4 separate regions of the Mus musculus genome follow, and all the other regions are linked to region 2. A link is a contact called in public Hi-C and HiChIP or PLAC-seq data. All regions are on one chromosome and are shown on one strand. The core of a region is the stretch at or near the end of the contact, and the rest is flanking DNA. Distances in the headings are between cores, read along the strand shown.

Region 1 (6,189 bases), core at 2,042-4,541, 260 kb before region 2:
AGCGGTAGCAAGGGCTGTGCTTGGAGACTGTGCTTCTCTCACAGCTCAGCCCCAGCTTTCTCAAAATTCCTTTCCAGTCAAATTCTCATCATCAAGGTGCCTGGCAACCAGATCTGGCTTCATACAGTTCTTCAGAGAGTCTCTATTCCTGTCTGTCACACACTGGAGTGAGAAGCCAGGCAAATGCCATAAACCACTCAGAAGCCTTTCAGTCCCCCTCCCCCCAGGGTGACCAACAAATCTGTTCCTATTGGGATTCCTGTTAAACCCTTATAAATACTGCTCGGTCCTCCATGGCCATTTATGAGACTTCTACTTGGTTTTTGAAATGCTCTCTAGCCTTCTTGCTTTTATCTTTCCTTCCCTCTTATTGATTTTTCTCCTTAAGACTTTAATTCACTCTTCTGCAGTTGCTGCAGTCAAGAGCAAAATTCTGCAGATCACATAGAGATAACATTCTCACCCAGGCTGGGTCACACACATCTCACACAAGAATACCAGCTTCCTGCAGATAACTGGTCCTTTCCTGCTTTCCAAACCCTTTTGGCCTCTCTTTTCATTTCCCTCCTCTCCTTTACTATTTGAGACTTAATCTTACTTCAGTTTTATTCTTCACGCTGAGCTCATCTGAAATGTGCCAATAATTGCTACCAGCTAAATCTGGCCTCATCATTCTGAAAATTCCTCATTGAAATCAGCCCCGTGGAACAGGGATCCGGCCACTTCCGCAGGTTAAAATGACATCTGGGTTGCAGCCTCCCTGGTAGAGTGTATAATGCATGTGTAGATCATTCTTGTTCAGTTATATTTCGAGAGACAAAGGCATATAGAACTTAGCAAAATGAGCTAACAAAATGTTATTTAATTTGGTGAAAATTTCATGTAAGTAGCAATTAAATCAACGCAGAGGTTAAGGGTAGATAGAATGAACTTGGACACCATAGAGCAACTTTCTCTGTTTTCCGGATAAGTGTTTACTAAATTCAACAAATATTTCCTGAGTTCTTAGAGTGTTTGTCTCCCTCAAGATCATCTTTGTCACAGTGTGTGTGTGTGTGTGTGTGTGTGTGTGTGTGTGTGTGTGTGTGTGTGGTGTTATAAACATGCAAACAAAGGAGAGAAACCCTGGTTGACTATGTAGGTAGTAGAGGGCATTTCCAGAGGGAGTTGCCATTTGATAATTCAGAGAAGACTATTACTTTTGCTTTTTTCAATGTCTAGCTTCATCTCCTAAGCTAAGTTATCAATAGAATTGTCACATTAACTCACCAGTAGTCCTGTCATTTACAAAGCGCTGGCAGCATTTCACAACTTATTTTAATTTTCCTCCAAATATGACTGAGGATTAGAGACAAGAGAGGAGATGCAAGCCACACTCACAAAGAACTTAAAACAGACCTCTGGGTTCATCTTTACATCCTATTTCCCTTCTCAGTGCACAGGTATTAACCCTGTGCTCAGATCCAGTCCCCTACTGTGAAAACTTAGTGCCCAAGGAAAGCTCGAGCTTCTGGGTTGAGGAGATGCCTCAGAGGAATAAAAGCACTTGGTATGCAAACATGAAGGTCAGGGTTGGAAACTGAGTACCCACTTCAAAAGCCATGTATGAATGGACAGTTGCCTACAACCAAAGCACTTTGGGGACTAGAGACAGAAGACACAGCTCTTTTGATATCATTGACATCTGAAGACCCCACCCACCCCACCCCACCCGCCTGTGGGAGAATGGCTTCTTCAGCCATATCCACAGGGCACAGAGGAGGAGCTGAGCCCAGATGGAGGGAGCACCCATTTGATTGGCAGAGAAGCAAGTGGGTGTTAATAATCTATCTCTTCTATGTTCTGAGCTCTTAGACCTTACACAAGCTCCTGGCTTTCATTGTTTGTTCACCTTACTAGTTAAAATAATTAAATTAATAAATCGCTATGTGCATGAACTCGTAATTTAGACTACTGATCTTTTGCAATTTCATTTAACCTACAAAACAACAATGTTCAAAATCTGAGGCACTGAGGCTGATAGAGAGTTATCCACGATGTCAGAGCTGGTTCCAAGACTCATGCCAGCCTCACAGTTACTCTGGGGTCTAAATAATAGTCACTGCCTCTGGCAGGGGGGTAGTGCTCCCCTTGTCTGGGCCCAGCTCCTAATTCCTTCCACTGTGGATGTGGTTGAAGAAGCCATTCTCCCACAGAAGGAAGCCCTTCTGTGGTAAATGATACAATAAGAGCTGTGTGGCAAGGCCAGCATTTTCCCCAAGCCCTCTCCCGGTCCATTCAGAGAACAACACAGCATCTCAAAAGCCTACATCTCTCTCCACTTCTATTTTTGTGTTCATTTTCTGGGCGTAGAATGAGTTCAGAGCACATTGATTGTTTATGATTTCCAAATAACAAATGGGCAATCCCTGCTTCATCCAGTCAGGTCTAAGATACAAGCAGCACTGGCATGTGCCCCGTGCTTACCCTGCCAGCCCTCTATGAGTGGATTTCTATGTGGTTCTTAGGCAGAGTCAATGATGGGATAAGAGCTGGTATCTCACTCTGTTCCAGATACCACCAATCGAAGAGCAAGGCCCATAATGTCACATGATTGGAAAAGAGAGGAGCTGAAGAGAGAAAAAGAAAAAGAAAGAGAAGGGGGAGGTAGAGGAGGAGAAGCCGAGGTGATGCAGACGGAAGCAGAGCAGGAGACAGAAGAGGAGGCGCAGGAGAGAAGGAGCAGGAGAGGAAGAGCAGGAGCAGGAGGAGCAGGAGAGGAGGAGCAGGAGAGGAGGAGCAGGAGCAGGAGGAGGAGCAGGAGAGGAGGAGCAGGAGCAGGAGGAGCAGGAGAGGAGGAGCAGGAGAGGAGGAGCAGGAGCAGGAGAGGAGGAGCAAGAGAGGAGGAGCGGGACAAGGGAGGAGGTGAAGGGAAAAGAGCAGGCAAAGGAAGAGGAGAGAGGAGGAAGTGTGAGAAGGGCAGAAGGAGGAGGCACAGGAAGAGGTAGAGGATGAGGAAGGAGCTTTTGGCAGAATTCCAGGTTCGGGGGCTCTAGCTCCACGGAACTTGGGGAATAAAAATCAGGCTTTGGGCTGTCCAGGTTCCAAGTCACAGGGCCTCCATAGCTGGCAAGCATCAAGCCGGAAACTCTGCTGAATAGAGCCCTAAATGTTTTTTTGTTTGACATTCATGCTTAACAGAAAATGATGAATCCATTAGCAACCCCTTCCGTTGCCAAAAGAAACAGACTCGCACTCGGCGATTGCTTTCACCGCGCTATCAAGCCACCACATGCTCGCCTCACAGAGCTGACAGTCATCCATCACTTTCAAATGGGTTTAGAGGTACAGTTGTCTTTGTGTGAAGTGTGTGGACGAGTCAGCATGAATGGGGCTCATTAAAGCAGACTGACCCAAACAGTTTAAATGGGACTCGCAGTAGGGGGAGAATGTTTTATTTGAGGTTTGTTTGGAATTATTTTGAAGTTTGTCACTAATTTTAAAAAACAATGGGCTCATTTTCCTAACTCCTTTTTCATCCCTAAGATGTGTTCGAGAGAACAAATAGCTATATTATGCACTGACTCAAAAACATGCTCTTTGGGAAATGAATAAAAAGATCCTATGATTATGAAATTTCAAGAGTTCCCTTGTGCTCTAGAACAGGGCAAATTGAAACGACTCCACAAAGCACTGCCAAGTTTCTCTCTCTCTCTGCTCAGCCCCTTTCTGCCAGTCCATAAATGGCATCTTTGAATATCATCTTTGGACCTGTTTTTTATCATCTCAGATGGCCTCCCAAGGAATGCATTCCAAAGTCTGTGATTCCAAAGATGGATTAAATCCTCCATAAAATGGGTTTAAACATTGGGAGGGAGGCACCTGGCTGTACACATCTGGGCCTTACAGAACACCACGGGATTCTGAATACTTCAAGATGTTCAATAAGGTGTTCAATGTGTTGAATATGACCAAACCCATCTTCAGTGTGAGCCTGTGGAATCTCTCTCTCTCTGTCATTCTTTCTCCCTCCCTCCCTCCTTTACTCCCTCCCACCTTCCTCCCTCCCACCCTCACTTCTCCTTTCCACCCTTCCACTCTAAATTGCTATTAAATTCATGTAGAAATGTAAATAGGAAAAATCCTGACCCAAGAAGATTATGCATTTCAAGAAAGGACAAAAGTAATGTCTTCAAGGACCTTGACCTCTTTGCTACATCAGTTATGACCTTAGCTACCTGGGTTCAGTAGATTGAAGGCACATAGTGGAGTCATAAGGTGGACCGTGTGTTCACAGGAGTGAGTTTAGTAAGACCAAAGAGATGTCACTGTTTTTCAACCATCAGAAAAACATTTTAATATTTGAATGTGAAGTTGTGCTAGTATATATTGTATGGATCCTAGCATTATTTCCAAAATCTTATTCACTTATTCACTGAGACATTCATTAATGTCAAGGACCCAGGAAATCACTTGGGCTTCAGGCTGGCTCTCCAGGATCCCCCTATTCCCATGTATGCCCAAGGCAGCCCAGCTGAGACTGCTGAAGTCTTTGCCACAGCAATGGATCATTGTTGAAAGAGAGATGCAAACTAAACTACAAAGATAAAATCTCATTAATTATGGTATTATAAATGTTCTATAATAAGGGTAATTTCTTAGTCTTAACCCCTAATATTCCCCCAAAACATTGAACTTTCTAAACGCTGTCAGCACATTTACTGCATAAAATGTGTACGTAGTATGTGCACTTGTCTGGTTTCACATCTTTACTGTAAGAAGCTAAAATGAGTTGTCACAATGATTTGACTAAATTAACCAGTGTAGTCATTGCTTGCCACCATGATTCCCCTCTCAAGAATGTTCAAGGCGGATATTAAAATACACATTTGCACTTGAAATGTCAAGTAAAACGAAGAAAATTCTTAGGACCCTGTGGCTCTAACCCACCAACCATCCATTCAAATCAACTCTTGTCTCCCTAAGACTCTTGATCAAGTTGCTAAGTGGCCTGACAAGCAACAAACCCACAGGAGGAAGGAGGAGGAACAGGAAGAGTCCAGAACCTCATTCTCTCTAGAAACAGGTGGCCATCTCATGGCTCAGGACACCTCTGGGGTCAGAGTCAGCAAGTATAAAATAGAAAGGACTGTAGAGTGTATGGCTTTTAGAGGGAGAGAGGCCAAACGCAGTTTCCACTGGAAGCATTTCAGAACAGCAGGGAAAGCGCCGGGGAGCTGGCCCACAAACATCATGATCTGAAGTTCATCTCCAGGAACCACGTTGCACAAAGTTCCACATGGTAGTGTGTGCTTGGCAGCCCAGTGCCGGAGAGGCAGAGACAATCCTTTGGACGCACTGGCCAGCCAGTCAGGCCTAGTTCCCAAGTTCCAGGACAGTGAGAAGCAATGTCTTAAAACAAAACAAAACAAAACAACCCAAAAAACAAAAACAAACAAACAAATAAACAAAGTGGTCAGGATCTGCATGGAGCCCCAGGAGGGATGGTACTTGAGATTTTCCTAAGTTTCTGCAACCAGCAACCAGCACACACACACACACACACACACACACACACACACTCACTTACATGCATCCACACCTCACCACACACACGCCTAGAAACACACAAACATACATGTGTTATACACACACATACACACAAGCTTGCACCCACACTTAAAATGCACTTCCTAGATAAAGAATGCATAGGTAGACCAGAAGGGATAGAAAGATTCTAAAGGTGCTGTGAACTGAAGTGCAGCTGCCCACTGGTACAGAGGCCTACATGTCTGATCACAACTTCTGCACCAAGGCAAACCTTTGCATTTAAACTGTAAGTTCTATCTTACTTACAATTACTTCCTCAGTGCATAGGTGATCAGATGACGCCGTAGGTGTTTAGTGACTGACACCATAGCCCCCTGCACTCATACAGTTTCTTAACAGAAGAGAAAATTCAGGCTTGAGAATTTGACTGTGGATTGGTATCTCAGCACTTTTGCTGAGACCTCAGACAAATTAGCATCCCGGACAGCTCATAAAACAACATCCAGGAAGGTGGTAGATAATAAATGAGATGTTTTTACAATAAAGGTCAAGAATGGAAATTAGTATAAAAGTGACCTCTTGTTGCCTGGTCCCATTTTCAGGGGGACCATCCTTTTGTCAACCAAAGATAGTAATGACTGGATCTCTGGGCTGTGTGTT
Region 2 (6,183 bases), core at 2,343-4,842:
GTACATACATAGGCCTTCTCTTTAGGGGAAACTGGCTAGATTTCTGTATTTATGAGTTATGTGATAAAACACCGTTGTCTAATCCGCTATCTGACTAGACGGGGTGTCCAGTCACAGACCAGGTCTGCCATCTCTGATAAGTCACCTCACCTCAGCCCAAGCCTAGCTCCTCCACCTGTAAAATGAGCCACTAAGGAGATCTGGGCTGAACCAGAGCATCCATGTCGGTTGCTGCTCAGAATCACTATCTTACGTATTCCCTGGATAGACACTCTTATCACAAAACAGCAGTGTGGCAGGGAGGCCACACTTATTCTGAGTTCAAGTCTGAATTCCAGTCTGGATTCTGTCACCTGCTAGCTACTAAGGTGAGTAGAAATGATGGGTTATCCTGAGTCAGCACTCAAGTTTTCACACAAACATGGAAAAATGGTCTCTAACCCAGAAAGTTAAAGAAAAAAAAAACTCTCCTCACTCTGGAGTGCTCCTCATGATGTTGGCAAATCAGCCCTGAGCCGACGACCTGTTGAACACCCTCCCATACTCAAACACTTGAAAAGAGTTATGGAAGCAAGACTTAAGTAAATACATACATGGATAATTATTTTTGACAGTGTTATTATACACTGTGAGACCTTAGCTATAACTATTGAAATTAAGCCAACAAGGAACCTGTGACATCTTTTATGTCATTTATCCACTCAAAATACACTTCTGAACAATATTCTATGCAGGATGCTGTGTGTGTGTGAGGTGAATGTGATTGGCTGATCTCCGTGATGTTGTGTGTGAGATGGGCGTGATTGGCTGATTTCCATGATGCTGTGTGTGTGTGTGTGTGTGTGTGTGTGTATGTGTGTGTGTGTGTGTGTGTGTGTGTGTGAGAGAGAGAGGTGGATGTGATTGGCTGACCTACATGATGCCGTGTGTGTGTGTGTGTGTGTGTGTGTGTGTGTGTGAGAGAGAGAGAGAGAGAGAGAGAGAGAGAGAGAGAGAGAGAGGTGGATGTGATTGGCTGATCTACATGATGCTGTGTATGTGAGGTGGATGTGATGGGCTGATCTACATGATGCTGTGTGTGTGAGGTGGATGTGATTGGCTGATCTACATGATGCTGTGTGTGTGAGGTGGATGTGATGGGCTGATCTACATGATGCTGTGTGTGTGAGGTGAATGTGATTGGCTGATCTACATGATGCTGTGTGTGTGTGTGTGTGTGTGTGTGTGTGTGTGTGTGTGTGTGTGTGAGGTGGATGTGATTGGCTGATCTACATGATGCTGTGTGTGTGAGGTGGATGTGATTGGCTGATCTACATGATGCTGTGTGTGTGAGGTGGATGTGATGGGCTGATCTACATGATGCTGTGTGTGTGTGTGTGTGTGTGTGTGTGTGTGTGTGTGTGTGTGGTGGATGTGATTGGCTGGTCTACATGATGCCGTGTGTGTGTGTGTGTGTGTGTGTGTGTGTGTGTGTGTGTGTGTGTGGTGGATGTGATTGGCTGATCTACATGATGCTGTGTGTGTGAGGTGGATGTGATGGGCTGGTCTCTATGTATGTTTATAAGAGAGCAACGTGCAGAAGCACCTGTCACCCACAGAGCTCTCCAAGTGCCATGAGAGACAGGTGGAGGAAGGAGAAGTGGGGACTCTTCCTGGCTGGAGACAGAAAAGCACAGCGACGAGCAGGACCCCAGTAATTAGAGATAGGTGCTAGGGTCTCCTAGAAAGTAGCAATGGCGGACTTCAGCAATGTATACAAGAGCCTAACCTGGGTCCACCTGGACAGTTCCATCTGGTGGCCTTAAACAATGGCAGGGGCCCAGGAAGTACAATGATCAGATGGACTCCAGGTCATGTGGCTTTGCCTCCACTGATTTCGGGCCTCTCTCCACAAAGACAACACAACAGAAATCTGAAAAGGAAGATGGCAATCCACATGGCACCCAAATGAAAAGCTTTCTCCAAATATCTCCAACGAGGTCACAAGACTCCAGGACTCTCAGATGCGGTGTGCTGCATGCATCTCAGCATAGAGAAGTACATGACTGCCTGGCTGAAGTTCCACTTCACTCCACCCAGATTTTGTGGAAGCAACACATCTATAAAGCACAACTGATTCCACCACCCACCCCCGAGAAAAATCCCTGCAAACTGTGTGTCCCCCAAAACGATTCCTTTATTCTCAATGTCTCCAAAACCCAGGTCTCAGAGCCAGCCCCGGTAACACATAAGCTGATGAAATAAAAGTGTTACATTCATGTGTTCCTTAGGTCAAGGTGGTAGTGAAAGCGCTGGCACGTGTCATGAGAGTTAATAGACCCGATTGCCTGTCCCTCTGAGAGGCCTGGCTTTAAATCCAGGTTACATCATGAGTTGGATTGGTGGCACTATCTGTCTCCTGGGAATACGTGTTTGGTTTGTGAAGACGACACATTCAGTATAATTAGTATTCACTGGTGTGGTCAAAGCCCCAGAGAGCTGGAATTCCTATGTACTATAGCCAACCTTCTCTCCTTTTCCCACCCCCCCTCTCTCTCTCTGCTTTTCTTTCTTTCTTGAGGACTGTGGGGGCTGGAGACCTGAGTGAATTTACTCCAGATATCATGAGTTCTCCACATAGAATCAGCTGAAGGCAATTTTCAGCCATTGCTGTTAGAGTATCTAGAGCAGCGGCGACTGTCATCTAGCCAGCACCCAGCCCCCGCACAGGACCACTGATTACACAGTGTGGGTTTCACATAAAGACTTTTCTGGATGAGGCCGGCGGCTGAAAGGGGTTCTGAGCATCTAACAGAGCATCTGCTAACAACCATTAAAGTCATTATTGTTCCTTAGATAAAGCAGGGCACGAACACACAAACAGAGGAGTACTTGCTCACGACATAGAAAGTGTCCTCTCTTCCCAAGCATAACAGAGCCTCTTGTGTATCTTAAACCTGTTTAATTCCCATTTTAGGGGGTCTGTGACAGGCGTCGAGAGGAAGCTGCCAAAGCCATCACTATATTTAGCTGTTTATCACACATCAGCTCAAGGTGGTGTGTGCTGGTAGACATGCCACAAAGCAGAGAAAATGGAAGCTCATGAGTGGGGGGTAGGGGTGGAGAGCGGGGGCGGGGCAGGCAGAAAGCTTTGGGAAGATTCGGAACAGGGAGAAAACTATGATTCTAGTTGTGTCATTTCTAAGTCAAAATAAATAAATGAATGAATGACTACCAAGCTTCTAGGCAGAGTCGTGCAAGGCGATTTTAAAGTTAAAACGGACAGTGAAGAGGTAACGGCAGATTCCGTGGCCCCGAAACAAAGTGGGGGCAACCATTGGTTTCTATGTCCTTGGGGCTGTTCAGTGTGTTTTCTGAGGGCTGTCATCTGGGGACGAGAGAGAGAGAGAGAGAGAGAGAGAGAGAGAGAGAGAGAGAGAGAGAGAGAGAGAGAGAGAGATCTTTAATTTCTCTCACCAAAAGTTGTATGTGCCAGTTTGAAATTCCTGTTTCATCTCTGTGGTCTCCAGATAAATAACAGTCCTCAGGGACTGTGTAGCACATGCCAAGGCGGAAAGGGAGCACCACCGGGCCTGGAGATCAGGGCGGCTTCCCCAGATGCCATCTCCAAAGGGACACCAGTGCTTGGCTTCCCCGATGGTGGCTGATTCAGCGGAGAGCTTCACGTAGAAGCGGCTTTAAGGTTCTCAGGGGTCCCCGACCTCATTAATGATTTTAGGAGAGAGAGGGACACAAGCATGCGAGGGTACCTCCTCAATCCCACGTCCCAAGCCCCGACATTTCATTTTATCTTGTCATTTGTTAAAGGTTTAAGAAAATGGAAACTAATTGCATGTTGCTCTTAAAAATCAGTTTTAAAAATAGTCGGACACAAGCCTGCCAAGTCTAGTGTAACCGTGGCTGAGAGCTGACCCCTAATCAGCCCTCCGGATTGATTCTGGAGGGTCATTTGTATTTTCCTTCCTAACACGCTTCTCTCTCACCATCACTCCCAACAAAACACACTAGTTTAGAATTAAGATCCTTGCTGAGGACCAGCAGAGAAACATAGATGGGTAAATAGTGCCACCTAGTGGCCTGTACGATGCTCAGAAAAAGGAACCTCACGCCCCATTGTGGTTTTGGGGACTGCAAGTCCCCATTCTCACCCTCTGTCATCAAGCATGGGAAACAAAATTTTTCCTCTAGGAGAGAGCAAAAACAAAACAAAACAAAACAAAACAAAGCAAAACAAAAAACCAAAAGCAAAGACCAAACTATACTGTTTCTCTTCACTTAGCCAGGCTTCCAGTCACCTAGTGGGGATACTTCCCAAATCAAAACGAAAACAACAGCTAGCATTTGCGGATGACCTGAGCCAATGTTGTAAAATGCTTTCTTTCTCCAGCTCCTGACAGCTAACCATCTACATGGTCTGATTGTTTTTCGACTGGGGTGACAGCACTTCAGTCTTGGATCACAGCCCTGGATTCTGACAGTGACGCAGTGAAGACATGATTCGCTTCTCCCAGCACACCGCGGCCCTGGGGGCTGGATATGTATAGCGCAGAATAATTAGATCCACATTAAGCATTTACTTAGGGATACAAAAAATGAACTGACAAGAATCCTATCCCCCAAGAATGTATCCTCTCCACGATAATTTAAATGTGTAGAGTACTTCAGAGCGATTACCATTTGAAAGTATCTCCACAGTTTGATAAGGTAATTACGGTACTGATTTTAGAAATGATGTTTTATGATTTGTCCAAGGTCATAAAGATAAGAAGAGGCAGCTGTCCAGATTAGAGCTCATCACTCCACCACAAGGTGCCTCCTTCCCGAGGCAATTGATAGAGATTCCTAGTTTTATAGTGGAGACTGGGAGTTGGGTACTGAAGTGGCAGAGAGCTGACTTGAAGATTGCTGCTGTCGGGCTGAAGAGTCAAATGCTCTTCTTTGCCTTCTCCACGTCCAGAGAAGAATGTTGCAAACCAAACATCTCAATAGAGCAGATTAAAAGAAATCAGTTACATTCTCTGAGTCTCAGAAAAGTAAAAAGTATAAAGAATTTTCCTCAGCCTAAAGAAGGTGGGCACACACACACACACACACACACACACACACACACACGCGTGCGCTCACACACTGAGACACACACATACGCACATGAATGCACATACTCTAGCACTATTACATATTAAAGTGAAAGTGGTAAAAGAGGACATCTTTCCCCTAGCCACCCTAACAGGACAAAGATAGCATTCATCTCTCTCTTACTTAAGGTCATAGCTAGTGCAATAAGACAAGAAAAGGAAATTAAGGGTACATGTGTACTAGAACAGGGAGAAGCAAACATCTATTTAGGTAGCATGATAGTAAAGTAGAAAACGCCACAGAAACTTAAACTCTAACAAATAAGCTTGATGAGGTGGCACAGTACAAGTCAGAGATGAAAGTGATTGCTTCCTTATCCACCAGCAATGAGAAGCCGGAATCTAAAATTAAGGAACAACACTATTTATAATTCTACCAAAACCAATAACGATAAAGACACAATCTAAAAAGAAAAAAAAATGCACATAAGTTCTCCATAGGAAAATTATCTTTAGTGTGGAAGAAGAAAACGCTTTCTAGTACATAAAAATAAGGCAAGAGAACCAAAGATAAAGTCTAATCTTTCTCCTTACAGAGACTGGGGTGGGGGTGGGGGGAGTTCTGTCAGAAGTCAAACCATTTCAAACACCAGGCTAGCAGCCTGTAAGGGGCTAGTTCTTCCTCTCTCCCTCCCTGTAGTCTGCTGAACAGAGGACCAGAGTGTGGAATACTCACTCACAAAAGCAAAGACGAGCACACAGAGGAAAATAGTAAGTTGGGTTTTGTAAACTTATTTTTTATTAAAGACTTTCTTGGCAGGTGGCTGAAAGAAGCATGCGCCGACTGGGTGATGTGCTCAGAAATTGTGATTGACTGGTGTGTGTGAGGTCTGTAATGGTGCAAATGAGAATGGCCTGCGTAGGCTCTTAGGTGCACCCTCCCTCTGTCCCCCCCCCAGCCCCCATCCCCACCTTCCCGGTTCCCCCCTCCCTCCCTCCCTCTCCTTCTCTCCCTCCCTTCCTCTCTTCCCTCCCTCTCCCTCCCACTCCCTCTCTCCCTTCCACTCCCTCTTCTTCCCTCCCTCCCTCCCTTCCTCTCCTCTCTCTC
Region 3 (5,936 bases), core at 463-2,962, 340 kb before region 2:
TGGGTCCGAGAACTGCCTTTTGAGAAATAGTAATGAGTGTTTTCAAGGTAACCGTTACAGGGAAGGTTTGCTTGGTGAAAGCCACACATCAAGCTGTGTTTGGGTCAACACTCATTGTGGACAGTCTGGCCACTCTGGCTCCATTATTCCCTTCTGCATCAGCCTATTTTGTTTTGATTTGAGGAGAGAGCACTGAGTCACTGACTTAAGCCTCCTCCTACTGCCAAGGTAAGAACATTCCAGAGTGAAACTCAGGACTTTGTTTAGGAGAAAGGCATTCATCTCTTTCCCATGTTGCCCTCTCCACCTGAATTTAAGAAAGCATGCAGTCCAGATATTGTGGGCGGCTACCTTACATGTAGAGGGTCAATCTTGGAATAAAATTTACACAGAGAACAGAAGGCAGAGCTGAGACTGCTGGGGTCAGAGGGACACTGTTAAGCCAGATCAATCCCTCCAAGAAGCCTGCCCTAGACTCTAGACTTCTCAGAACACAAGTCAAACATTCTTCCCTTCTTTTAAACAGCTTCTGATAATTTTAAAGGAAAAAAAAAATCACTTGATCGATATAAAATGTTGTTTTATGTTTTATACACCCATTTTTCCTAGCACTGAATTCTGTGTCTTCAAGATCTTTTTTTTTTCTTCTTTCTCAACGCCTTTAAGCATTCTTCATGGGTGTCAATAAGTCTGCGTTCTCGCTACCCATTGCTTCTCCTATAACAGCTGCTACCACATCTGCCTCTTTTTTTTTTTTTTTTCTCATTAGAACTAAATGAAACCATCAGATTCCCAAGTAGTTCTCCTCCTGGCAAAAGAGCTCTACTAAAGACCTTAAAACACACTAAATGAGATTCTTATTTCTAGAGGAAACAGCCCCTCTGTAGGTTGTCATAAAGACCCTCCCTTTCAGGAACTTTCACGCAGCTTTAGTCTTAGTGCCCTGAGATTTTAGGTACGTTTCAAAAGCAATGGGGTATTTTCCACTCATTGGCTCCTTCATAAAATGTGGAGTCTCATCCCAGTAGAAAGATGCAGACCTAGTAAGGGCACAGTTGAAGCCTAGGAGAAGCCACCACCCTGGTCCTCAGGAACAGCTAAACAGAGGAGTCCATCAAGAAATTCCTGGGCTGCCAACCAATGCCTCCAAGAAGCAGCAATTATTGGGTTTCTCTCTCCTAGAGACAGAACACAGAAAATTTCACCCTGTTTTCCCTGCTTCACTTAAGAAGATGAGAACAAATGAAACGAAGAAAACAAGTATCAGCCAGAGAAACTCAACCCAGGAATCTCCATTGCCCCCATGCCCCAAAAATCCAGAACACAAAGATGGAATGTCTAAAACTCTCCTAACTCCTGCGAGGCCCACTGTGGGGTTGAAATGATTTAAGGAGGTGAGATGCTTTCATTGATCTCTCCTTTTCCAAGAAAAAAAAATTTGACGAAAACTGTGTTCTAGGGAAATGTTATCAGAAACTTATTTGTTTGTGTATTTAGCTGTTGCTGTCTGCTTTACCCCTTATATAATGTTGACATTCTTTGAAAATGGGTAGATGGACCTTATTCAAGTTCTGACAGTAACTCTTTGTTAGTGTACAAACGGCTTCAGAGGTATTTCATTACCATTCGTAATCATCCGTTTGCTTCTAGCTGGTGACATTTGGAATAGTAAGCAGGGGACACTCTTTGTGTCCAGTGAGTTCATAGAAAGTTAAACTTACTTTCCACAACAGACTCAAGCTTAGCTACCATAACCCTCTTCAGTTACTGTGTGATGTGTTTGAACAGTATGAATGATTAATGAAAGCTAAATAGTCCAGTTTCTATCTTAAAACCTTTTTGTTAACTGCCAGAGAGCTGAGTGACTGGGAGGTGATTGCTGTTCAAATGAGTTATTTATGCAATCTGATGCTTGTTCCCTGACAAAAAATTTAATGTATCAGCTGCTCATTTTCAAAAGATGTAAAAAGTCAGAAACTCTTCCTGATGCCTTTTCCCATCCACAGACCAACACCAAGCTCTGTGGTCCTTGCCAGTTTGGCATCAGAAAGCGAACTTGGCTTGCCCGTCTGAACGAAGCATGGTTGCTTTCTCCCAAGGAAACCAAGATAAAATGTGGCAACGGGTAGCATCCATTACAAAGGTCCTGAAAGTTGCCTCAGAGTTTTCCTGGACCAGATTCTGGCATTGCTCCCAGAAGAAGGCCACTGCCACCCGTGAGCTACGAAAAACAGTCATGCCTGCTGGAGGGAGGGAAGTGTGTAAAACGCTCTGGGTGTTTACGAGCTGATCTGGAAGAGGCATCTTCAGAGATAACTCCTCTGGTAAAGGGGCTCAAGCGTGATGAGGAAACAGAGATTAAGAACCCAGGTGGAGACCACACCTGGGGGATGACAGGAACTAGAGTGGAGGAGGAGGAGGTTGGAGGAGGAGGTAGGTTTCCAGAACACAGCATAGTCGTGGGACATATAGCAGCATCACATGTAATATGAACATCCTTTGGCTTGTTTTGTGATGCTGGGGATCCAGTTCAGCCTCATGTATAGACAAGGCTTGTGCTCAGCCACTGAGCTGCACCACAGTCCTTCTCTCTTTAAGCAAACTTTACATTCTTTTGTTGGCTATGCTGTAAATGCCCTCTTACTCATTTTTTATAATTTGATGGCATTTGGAGCATTGCTTATGGCATGTTTGTCAACTCAACTCCATCAGAATTACGATCATAGCAAGGGATGAAGATACGAATGTCTACCTGACAATCTCTCTCTTTTTTTAAGCAATAAAACCTTTATCCTTTTCCATTTGGTGGTCTGTTGGACACGAACCATTTAAGAGTTTCCAAATAAAATGCTTTAGCACATCTGCAATTAATAAGCCTGAAGCTTATTTTGTACCATTCCTGGTCATCTCTTTTACCAGTTGTGTGTTACTTTGGTTAACCATTTCCTTTCAAAAAGGAGGAACAGAAACGGAATTAATCTAGTGGTTTTTGAAGAGAATTCACAGGTCTACTTCATTTGTTTAACAACTGAGCAAACATGTCACTGTTCAGTTACTACTTGCCCAACAGTATCCTGGGCCCTGGAAACACAGGGATGTTAATATTTAGTCCTTTACACAGAATCTCTGGAGACTATTATACAGAAAGATGAGCAGAGATGGTAGCAATTGATCATGAATATTAACCCAGGGATGAAGATAGTGTCCAAGAAAAACACATAACACTGTGCGTGTATGTGTGTGTGTGTGGTATATATATGTGTATATATATATATATATATATATATATATATATATATATATATATATATGTGTGTGTGTGTGTGTGTGTGTGTGTGTGTGAGTGTGTATACCCAATGTGTATATATAAATATATATAAATATATATGTGTGTGTATAAATATGTATATACATATATCCCAGCATATATTCCTGTATACCTACATATATAATACATCCTTATATATACACACATTATATATAAACATAGTATATATATGCATATATACACATATATGTATATATACACATTTATATGTATACTTACACACATATATACATATACATAAACACATGTATACATACACACATATACATATATATACATTGTATACACATATATACATATATACATTGTATACATTGTATATGTATGTATATATGTATACATACACATATACATATACATATATATATACATACATACATATGTAAAACTAACACACAAATATGTGTGTATTTTGTGAGAAAAGAATATTTTCAGGGCCAGTGGCTCATAGAAATTTTTCTGAAAGTGTGATTAGCTTTCAATGTGAAAAATCTTCACCTGTGGCAACTCTGTAATCATCAGAGCTAACTCACAAGGTAAGGGATAGGACAGAAGTTTTCTGGGTCAATTTTCTTCAGTCTGAGCCTACAGACAATTGATATGGATGTCGAGATACTGCCTGGACCTTCTCTTTGTCTCCATAGGTCATTCCCAGGATGCCTGTGGAAGGCGTAACCATTCTTGTTGGCAGAAAGTGCTTTCCAGACTCATGTAGCATTACATACTGAGACGAGTGGGGCATGTACCCCACTTCTGCTCCTTCCAGGACATCACATCCAAATGGTTGGCCTCATGGGCTGCTGCAATAGAACACAAGTGCATCATTTGGCTTCAGGTCACCCTTTGCCCTGTGGCAAGACAAGTGAGCAGACTAGCCAAGGAAAAAGCCATCTCATCCTAGCCTACAGCATTATAATCGGACAATTTCTTTAGATTCCATGACTCTGTCTGCTAGTGGCCCTGCATGAACTATTTGTTTTAGTTTTGTTGTTGTTTTGAGATGAGGTCCCTACTATTTTTCTCAGGGTGGGTTTGGATTTCTCTGAAGCTGCAGGTAGACTCCATCCCACCTACAAAGTGAGCTCTTAAATTGAAGACCTCATCAGAAGAAGAAGTTCCTTTGAGTCAGTGATCTGTCTTGCTCTTCTGACAAGTCACCTGACAAAAGTTCCTGGAAGGAAGGAAGGAAGGAAGGAAGGAAGGAAGGAAGGAAGGACTTCTTTGGGTTCACAGTTGGAAGGTACGCAGTTGGAGGGTATGACCATCATGGTGGGGAAGTCACAGTGACAGGAACATGAGGTAGACACTCACACTGCATCCATGAGTAGGGAGCACAGAGAAACCAACACTCCTGCTCAGCTTCCTTCCTCCTCCTTACTCAGTTCAGCATCCTATTCCGTGGGATCATGACACCACATTCAGGGTTGCTTTGCCCCACTACATGTACCCTTAAGGCACATTGCTATAGTGATTCTAAATCCAGTCAAGTTGACGACGAAGGTCAACTATTACATACTTTAAGCTTAAAGGAGACTTGAGTTGGTATACAAATCTTTACCCAATACCATCCATCGACATTAATTTAGGGGCTGGTACTCTGTAGTCCACACTAGCTTGGAGCTTACAGCAGTTCTCCCACAGAAGCACCCTGAGTGTTGGTGCTATAGACATCGTGCTCAGCACTGTCAGCTTTAATTTGGGGGATCTGATTATAAAATAAAACAGGGTTGGATATGACAGACTGTCTCACTGCTCAGAAATCCACTGTTGAGGTATGGGGCGGGCTCTAGGAAAAAGACGCCTTAGAACGCTGCTAAGAAACACTGTGCACTAGAAAGGAAGTGTGAAAAAGCAAGTGCTTAGACGAAATGAAGTCGGCAAGCATGTGTTCAGCTGCTGTTTCTTCCTGTTATCAGCCATGTGGCCTTCAGAAAGCTAGTTCTCTTTTCTTGGCCCTTGTTTCCATGGTTTCCATGTCTACAACATGGGAAAAGGAAAGCAAGTACTTGCCATTTCTAATTTTAAGACTTGATTAATGGCAAGTCCCTGTCCAGTATCAAGACAGTTGTCCTTTGTCAACACTTCAGTGCTACATAAGGGTTCAGGACACAAGCCACGCCACCAAGCCTCAGAAGACTGCTGAGATGGCCCCTCAGCAATTACCAGATGAGGATACAGAAACTGGAAGGAGTCTGCATCCATTTTCAAAGGTCTCAGAGCTGCAAGATAGTGACGCAGGATTCACTCTACTAAATATCGAGATACTCTCCACTCTTTCCCATTAATTTTAGCTGCACTTACTGGGGTGTTCAGTTGGTTCTTTTGCTGTTATAACAATGTGTCCGTATTTGCATTTCTCCCAAATCTTGAGTTCTTCTACAGCCCCAAGGCTTTACAGTGCTGGCCAGTTCTAAGCCCCAGTACTTTCTCCACATATCCTGGCTTCTCTGTAGCTGTGCCAAAGGCTTCTTACTTTACTTTAAAGTGTTGCAATGCTATGACCATCAACCTACAAGACTGGTTTTCCAAGAACCACTCTAAATAATTGTTATTTTATTTGCTTTGCAATTTGGGCAATGTACATAGACCATGGCATTGCACAGGAAGG
Region 4 (6,306 bases), core at 1,984-4,483, 390 kb before region 2:
ACAATATAGGTACCACAAACACCATACATATCTTACATATGCACACACACACACACACACACAGACAATATATGTACCATGCACACCACATACCAAGCTCATGTGCACACATATAGATGCATTGGAACCTTCTTTTATCTTCATGACATGTAAGTGTACTCGTGGGTGGGTTGGGCCTTTTCTCACTAATCTCTTCCTGGAGACCACAGAACCACATAGCAAGAACTAGCAGGAAAGGCTACTTGATCTCTGTGTGACTGCCTCCCTGGTTTTACATCAAGGAAACTGAAACTAAAGGCACCATGACAAGGATGGAGACACATCTCTGAGTTCTTCTACTTCACAGTCCCTTGTTTTACTGCACAGCTGTTGCTTTGTGTGATCTAGAAGAGTGACAAATGCTCAGGTGCTAGGTACAACTGAGAACATAACTCCGAGGGAGCCATATACTCCATTCAGATCAACATAAGAACAACACAAGTCATGCTGGCCAGTTCTAGTAAGTGAAGCCCTCTTTAGGTCCCACGGTCATGGATCAAAGCTATTTTATGTCTCCCTATTATTTTATCTTCTGTAATACTCACTTTGTTGCCATGGCCATAACTAACACTAAATCAATAATCTTGTTTCTCATGGCCGGCCAGCCATTCATTAATGAGAGCAGTGAGCCCATCTTCGTCCTCCTTTGGCCTAACTTTTCTCATGTCTTCTACAGACGTCAAGAGTGAGGTAGCAGTTTCTCGAGCTTGTGCTCTGCTCCTGTTGTATGGATAGGAGTCTAGAAGCATGACGGGTCTGGAGGGCTGTGTGGTTGTCGTTAGCAGTGGGAAAGTGCACACAGCAGCTGCGGCAAGCTTCCAGAAGCAAACATGCAACCCAGGGGCAGCCCAGAACAGGCAACCCAGGGGCAGCCCAGAACAGGCAGGCGCATAACGTGATCACGTTTCCATCACAGGAGTTTAGAAACTCCAGATGGGTAAGGTTAAAAATATTTTAAGGAAGTCTTTCCTGAGGTATGCCTGTTCTTTTGAGATTTTAGTTTTAGTTGGGCTCAGGTGAGCATGAGGGAGCAAAAACCATGTAGAAAAGAAGAGGAAATAACAAATATGCAGGGCATCAAGTTGAGTGTCGTTTGTGATTGGTTTTCCATTATTAACAGTGTTTCTGAGAAGTCACAGACACTGTGCAGCAACATGGGAGGGGTCCTCAGAGCTCCCTCTGCCCGTCATTAACTCTGCACCACATAGCTGGATGGCTGTCCCCACCCTGCATGGAATTTTATTCCCCTTTCCCTTGTCCCTCTACCCCGTCACACAAGGTCTGAGTGTGCGTGTGCCTATAGTCAAACTGAGTTCTAAAATTCTCTTTACAAATGTAAAATTAAAGAGCCCTTGCTTCTCCGGTTTTACTAATAGTTTCACCACAGGGGTGCTTTATACAGTATTCACCAACTATCTACTAGTGTACCATGGCCTACATTTTCCCCAAACCAAAATGTTGCTGGCATACAGGAAGTAGGAAGCTACCCTATAGTAGAATGACCAGTAGATCCTGTTATAGAATAACGAATCCGATCTGCCCGTCTGTTCACCTAAAATACAGATAATGTACGGATTAAAACTTTAGGCAGAAAGAAGAGCAGAGTTTAAACATTATCTAGAATCTTTGCTTGAGTGTCAGATTAGGACTGTACTGTACAAATCTGAATCTCACTCACCTATCAGCTATGAAGGCAGTTCACAGGAAAAAGGAGGTTTGGGCCAGTACCTGGGAATGGAAGGCAAGAGCTTTGCATACTGGTTTAATCACTGCTGAGAAGGAGACAACAGACTTCTGTCAGCCTCCTGTAAGTCCAACAGGAAGACAATAAGGTCTAAGAACCCAGCTTTCAAGTGTCCATGGAGTGGGAAGGTCACACTTCCATCAGGACACAGGATTGGCATGTGAGAGTGGGCATTGTGTGAGCAAGTCCTTAGGGATCTGTGAGAAAGGAAGCCAACAAGAATATCTGAGCTACATTCTAGAACAGACCACCACACCGTGTCTAAATGCATAGACACGAATCTACACACATGTATGAAACATGCTTCTGTGTGTCTCTCTTTAAAATAGACTATACATGACTACGTATAATAGATTGCACACAGTCTTGTGTAATAGACTATACGTACATTTATATACATGTAAGAACATACTCCCGTGTGTCTGGAATCTGTATGCAGAAGCATGACTGTTCACTGGCTCTAGTCAGTGAAGCAGCTCATTCCTTGCTATGAGTGTGTGTGTGTGTGTGTGTGTGTGTGTGTGTGTGTGTGTGTGTGGTGTGGTTTGTGTGTGGTGTGTGCCTCTTAAGGACATAGTTGCATAATATAATTTCAATGGAAACAACACTATCGGAAAACTCAAGCATCCTTCATTTTGAGTCCTTCCTTGACTGTCCCCTCTTGTGTTAGAGCTTCAACCACAAAACACAGAAGTATGTTCAACGCCTTGATTTTTTATTTTTTGGTTTTTGTTTTCTACAGTGGATCTTTTTCAATAGCATATATAGCATTTTTATTTTTCTTTAAAAAGACAAAAATGGGGAAAATTTTTCCCCTCATCTTTTTGCCAGTCGCACCATGGATGTCCACATACACATTTTAGCATAAAATGTTTCCTTATCGTGGGGGTAAACAGCACATCTCCCCCAACACCAAGATAGAGGGTTCTTCACTAACAGATAGTATGATTTAATTAGAAGCTATCAGAAGCGTGGGTGCCAGCCTGCTGTCTGTTCGATTATTTCAGTTCTCTGTAATCTGTTTGCTTATGCCTACAGCAACTTGTTGATATGGGAAGTCTCTGGGGAGAAACAGCAGAAAAAACAATGAGAGGCATCAGATTTAATAAAGTATCTAAGCAAAGTCTCAAAACGACACCCACACTATGAGGGAAAGCCAAATTTGCTTTTTCTGAGGGGAATTTGTGTTGGTCAGGGAGGGTTCCCGGAGGCTTTGTTTGGAGGCCTTGATGTGTAACCAGTGCACTATAGGCCGCCCTTCACCCTTGGCCTCCTCCTACCACCGCTCTGCCCACCCATACTGACACCGCGGGGGAAGGGTTTCAGAGCAGAAAGAATCAAAAGCTGAGGGACGGGGGAAAAAAGTGCTTTTCAGGGTCTGATGTGTGGGAATCAAATGAGAGGCCTAGCTCAAATCCGGTCGCCAAGCAACCGAAGTGCTACGCTGAGGGAATATCATTAAAGTTAGAAAGTAAGCACGGGCTCTGAATTAGTAAGCCAGGCCCAGGCTGGAGGGTGCGCCCCGACTCTCCAAAGAGGACAAGTGGGGGGCTTTGCGGAGCTAAAGGAGGAGAGGAGAGAGAGGCAGAGAGAGAACGCAGCTGATTTGTAGAGTTTTTTCATAAGAAAAGACAATGGCTGTCCAGACATAGGGTTAGTGGTGAAATATGGAAACGGCCTTGCTGCAGCTGGCTCTCTGACACAAGATTAATAAGTTGCTGTCTCCTAGCCGACCAGAACCTAGTGGGAACTATCCGGCATTTTATCTTGAATTGTGGGTAACAGCCTTATTGCAAGCTGGCCTAGTTTACTGCTCTGCTTTCTCCCCATCTCCCAAAGTGCAGCAAACATCTGTGCCTCTAATGAGGTCATCATTGAGGGTGTCCAGAGAGCTGGGCCCTGAGAACTGACCTCACCATTGCCTGAACACACATGACAAGTGCCGGGGTAGCAGGACAAATTAAATGGGGGGAGCTGGCACTCGGCTGTAAGTTAAGCTCTTAAGAAACTTTTTGCTGTGATGAGAGAGGGGGGTTAGGTTCAGATACAACAGCGCCACAAACCAGAAGGGAGCCCACAGAATTAGACATGGGCTCAGGATGGACATGACCACGCACACAAACAAGCCTCGCTTATCTGGGCCTGCCTTGGTGGAAATGGCCGTAGACCCACATGGTTTTAAAATGAAGCTCTGGTAGATTCAACCGTGTGTGTGTGTGTGTGTGTGTGTGTGTGTGTGTGTGTATACACATACACAGCATTTTCATGCCATTTACAAAGTAATTTGATCATGGGCACAGACAACAAACCAAGCTTCTCTGGAGAACCCCCGCCTCCCAAATAAAAACAACACCTCTAAACAAACATGTACCCAGAAACTCAAAGGGCCACAGCAATTTTGTTTAGTCATCTAATGTCAGAACACTGCAAGGATAGTGCTCCCTTAAAAAGAGCCCATCCTGAGGAGCCAGAAGCCAGCTTTAGAAGGAAGGGGGAACTTTAAGCTTGGAGGGAAGCTACATTGTGTCTATGATTTAATTTATAAGCATTTTAGGCAGTGTTAACCAGGGCTGGGCTGGCCACATCTGTCCAGTCAGCCCAGTCAAGTCAGAGGTGGTGTCGTTGATTCACAAGGATAAGATGTATACGAATAAAGTCCATGAAGGTAGATAAGAGCCAATAAAGTCTCAAAATACACCTAAAAATATCAATTCCCGTGAGTCAAGGGTCCGTTTGCAGACATGATTCCATACAGTGGAGCCCAGAGTGTCCTAGAGCTGTACTTTTAAAAGGAGTTCAATTCTAAAAAACAGGCATTTGGTGACAGGCTGGAATCTGTCAACTTTTGCTGTTCTGATACTACCATGTTTTCAGAGAACCATCACACAAGAGATGTGGGGGACTAGACGTGGAGAAACCTTTGCTTTCTCCAGAGCCAGTAAATGAACAAAAATCTTAACCAAATCTATAGTGTAGGCATCTTGGGAAGGAGAAGGCAGGAGCAGATGGGCTGAGCAGGAGGATGTCTTGGATACTTCTGACTGACCCTGAACATCTCCATGCTAACATCTGCCATCTGCGTTAAGCGTAAATGCCAGACATAGATGCGGGTTGATTCTGGACATGTGTTCAACATAGGCAAGTCAAGAAACCGTCTCAACAGCGATGCTAGAGAGAAGCCCAGAGTTACCCACAAAGCCGTCAGTTAAAACGCTTCACCTTCGATCGGAAGGTTGCAGCTTCAAGGTCTTGACTGTGGTAGAGAAAGAGTCATGGCAAACAAACCATTCTCTGCTTGCAAGAGTTGGGGAGCAGAGCGCTTGGGGTGCCAGGGTGATCTCATGCACTTGTTCGGTATTCATTTAGGGAGGGTTTGCCTAATGCCCACTTCAAGGCTGAACTTTAATTTTTAAATGCAAATGAAGGAAGTGTTGCGTTTAGCTTTGCCAACAGTTTTCAGCAATCTTGTTGGCCTACATTTAGCTGGGAAGCTGCTTGGGGACCAAGCTCAGGGGCTCAAACAATTGAGCAGTTGTTTGCCTGGCTCACATTCCTGAAGCAATCTAGTTCCAGCTGAACTCCTTGGGAACAGTCTGGGCTGTGTACCCCTGGGGAATCGGCCCCAATTAGCACTGACCCTTGGGGGCCTCCTTGCTGGCCCTAGGTCATTCTAAGCTCTCAAGTCTGGGTAAACCAGATTGCTTCAGGTGCCTCTGGGCTTTCCCAAGCCCCAGGATGACATCCGGGACTGTCAACAGAAATGCAGTCACACATAAAAGTCCAGCCCAGCGTAGCTCTTGCTGTTCTCTGATCCCCAAGGGAGACAGGGTGGACTTGTGCCACGACTAAGGAAGCATAGGAAAGAATATACAGAGAATCCTCAGCCTGCCTGAGCCTGGAGTGATGGAGAATACAGGCTGTGGTACCAATCCTCTCCAGTGTTGTGTGGGGTCTTTTTAAAGAGCTGGGTGACCCTGGAGAGTCATTGAACCTTACCTTCTACATTTTCTTGGGTCCTCTCATGAAGACAAAGGAACCTATCATAAGAAGGGAGTGTTCATGTATGTAACATTGCTGGCTTACAGAAAGCCCGGGATAAATGGGAGTTGATTACAGACACAATCTCCATCACATTTGACCAGGGCAGTTCTACTCCTAGAAAATAGGGTGTTTTCTGTGGTTCATGATCAGGTTAGTACTATCCCCTTTCTTAGAAAACAAACAGCCTCCAGCTTTGCTTTGGTATTTCCATCCAAACAACACTTCTAGGTACTGTGGGCTGACACAAGGAGCCTGTAACTTAGTAGCCGTAAGGACTGAAGTGGACTGACAGAACAGAGCCCCCCCCCCCTTAAGAACAATTTGAGCTTAGATGCCCCGAGTCACAGAACTGGGGCTCAGCAAAGGCAGAGACCGCCACGGCTGAGGTCCAAGAAAGTCCTAAGGCAGTGTTGCACTTGGTCAGATTTGACAGTGTTCACCATGATCCTGGTCCTGAGATGGGGGCCAAGTAAGACAAGGCT

Evidence for each region. Hi-C and Micro-C count contacts between places; a contact is called where the count stands out from the background. HiChIP or PLAC-seq counts read pairs in DNA pulled down with a chosen protein or histone mark.
Region 1: a Hi-C map of forebrain shows a contact between it and region 2, with 2.7 times the contacts expected there. The contact joins two enhancer-like sites. A contact is called at or near these places in 11 of 484 Hi-C or Micro-C datasets (cerebral cortex, cortical neurons, embryonic fibroblasts and 6 more), 3 of 115 datasets of contacts at active chromatin or transcription factors (astrocytes and embryonic stem cells) and 1 of 9 other capture datasets (embryonic stem cells).
Region 3: an H3K27ac HiChIP or PLAC-seq map of neural progenitor cells shows a contact between it and region 2, with 12 times the contacts expected there. The contact joins two enhancer-like sites. A contact is called at or near these places in 1 of 484 Hi-C or Micro-C datasets (neural progenitor cells) and 5 of 115 datasets of contacts at active chromatin or transcription factors (astrocytes, embryonic stem cells, neural progenitor cells and 1 more).
Region 4: a contact with region 2 is called in an H3K4me3 HiChIP or PLAC-seq map of forebrain, with 5 times the contacts expected there. The contact joins two enhancer-like sites. A contact is called at or near these places in 3 of 484 Hi-C or Micro-C datasets (cortical neurons and neural stem cells), 10 of 115 datasets of contacts at active chromatin or transcription factors (astrocytes, differentiating embryonic stem cells, embryonic basal ganglia and 6 more) and 1 of 9 other capture datasets (embryonic tail).

The regions. Positions count from the first base shown.
Region 1 is chr3:35,222,315-35,228,503 of GRCm38.p6, forward strand. No RefSeq gene overlaps it. Among named protein-coding and RNA genes, the nearest start is that of 1700017M07Rik, 51 kb to the right of the region's middle. Within about 2 kb of position 3,292, at least 55 of the 459 cell types and tissues checked have an H3K27ac peak or open chromatin away from gene starts, as enhancers often do. A contact at or near this core is called in cortical neurons, forebrain and neural progenitor cells, where this site is marked.
Region 2 is chr3:35,478,454-35,484,636 of GRCm38.p6, forward strand. No RefSeq gene overlaps it. Among named protein-coding and RNA genes, the nearest start is that of Gm38512, 76 kb to the left of the region's middle. Within about 2 kb of position 3,593, at least 23 of the 459 cell types and tissues checked have an H3K27ac peak or open chromatin away from gene starts, as enhancers often do. A contact at or near this core is called in cortical neurons, forebrain, neural progenitor cells and 1 more, where this site is marked.
Region 3 is chr3:35,139,924-35,145,859 of GRCm38.p6, forward strand. No RefSeq gene overlaps it. Among named protein-coding and RNA genes, the nearest start is that of 1700017M07Rik, 130 kb to the right of the region's middle. Within about 2 kb of position 1,713, at least 25 of the 459 cell types and tissues checked have an H3K27ac peak or open chromatin away from gene starts, as enhancers often do. A contact at or near this core is called in neural progenitor cells, where this site is marked.
Region 4 is chr3:35,085,323-35,091,628 of GRCm38.p6, forward strand. No RefSeq gene overlaps it. Among named protein-coding and RNA genes, the nearest start is that of Gm35255, 140 kb to the left of the region's middle. Within about 2 kb of position 3,234, at least 64 of the 459 cell types and tissues checked have an H3K27ac peak or open chromatin away from gene starts, as enhancers often do. A contact at or near this core is called in cortical neurons, forebrain, neural progenitor cells and 1 more, where this site is marked.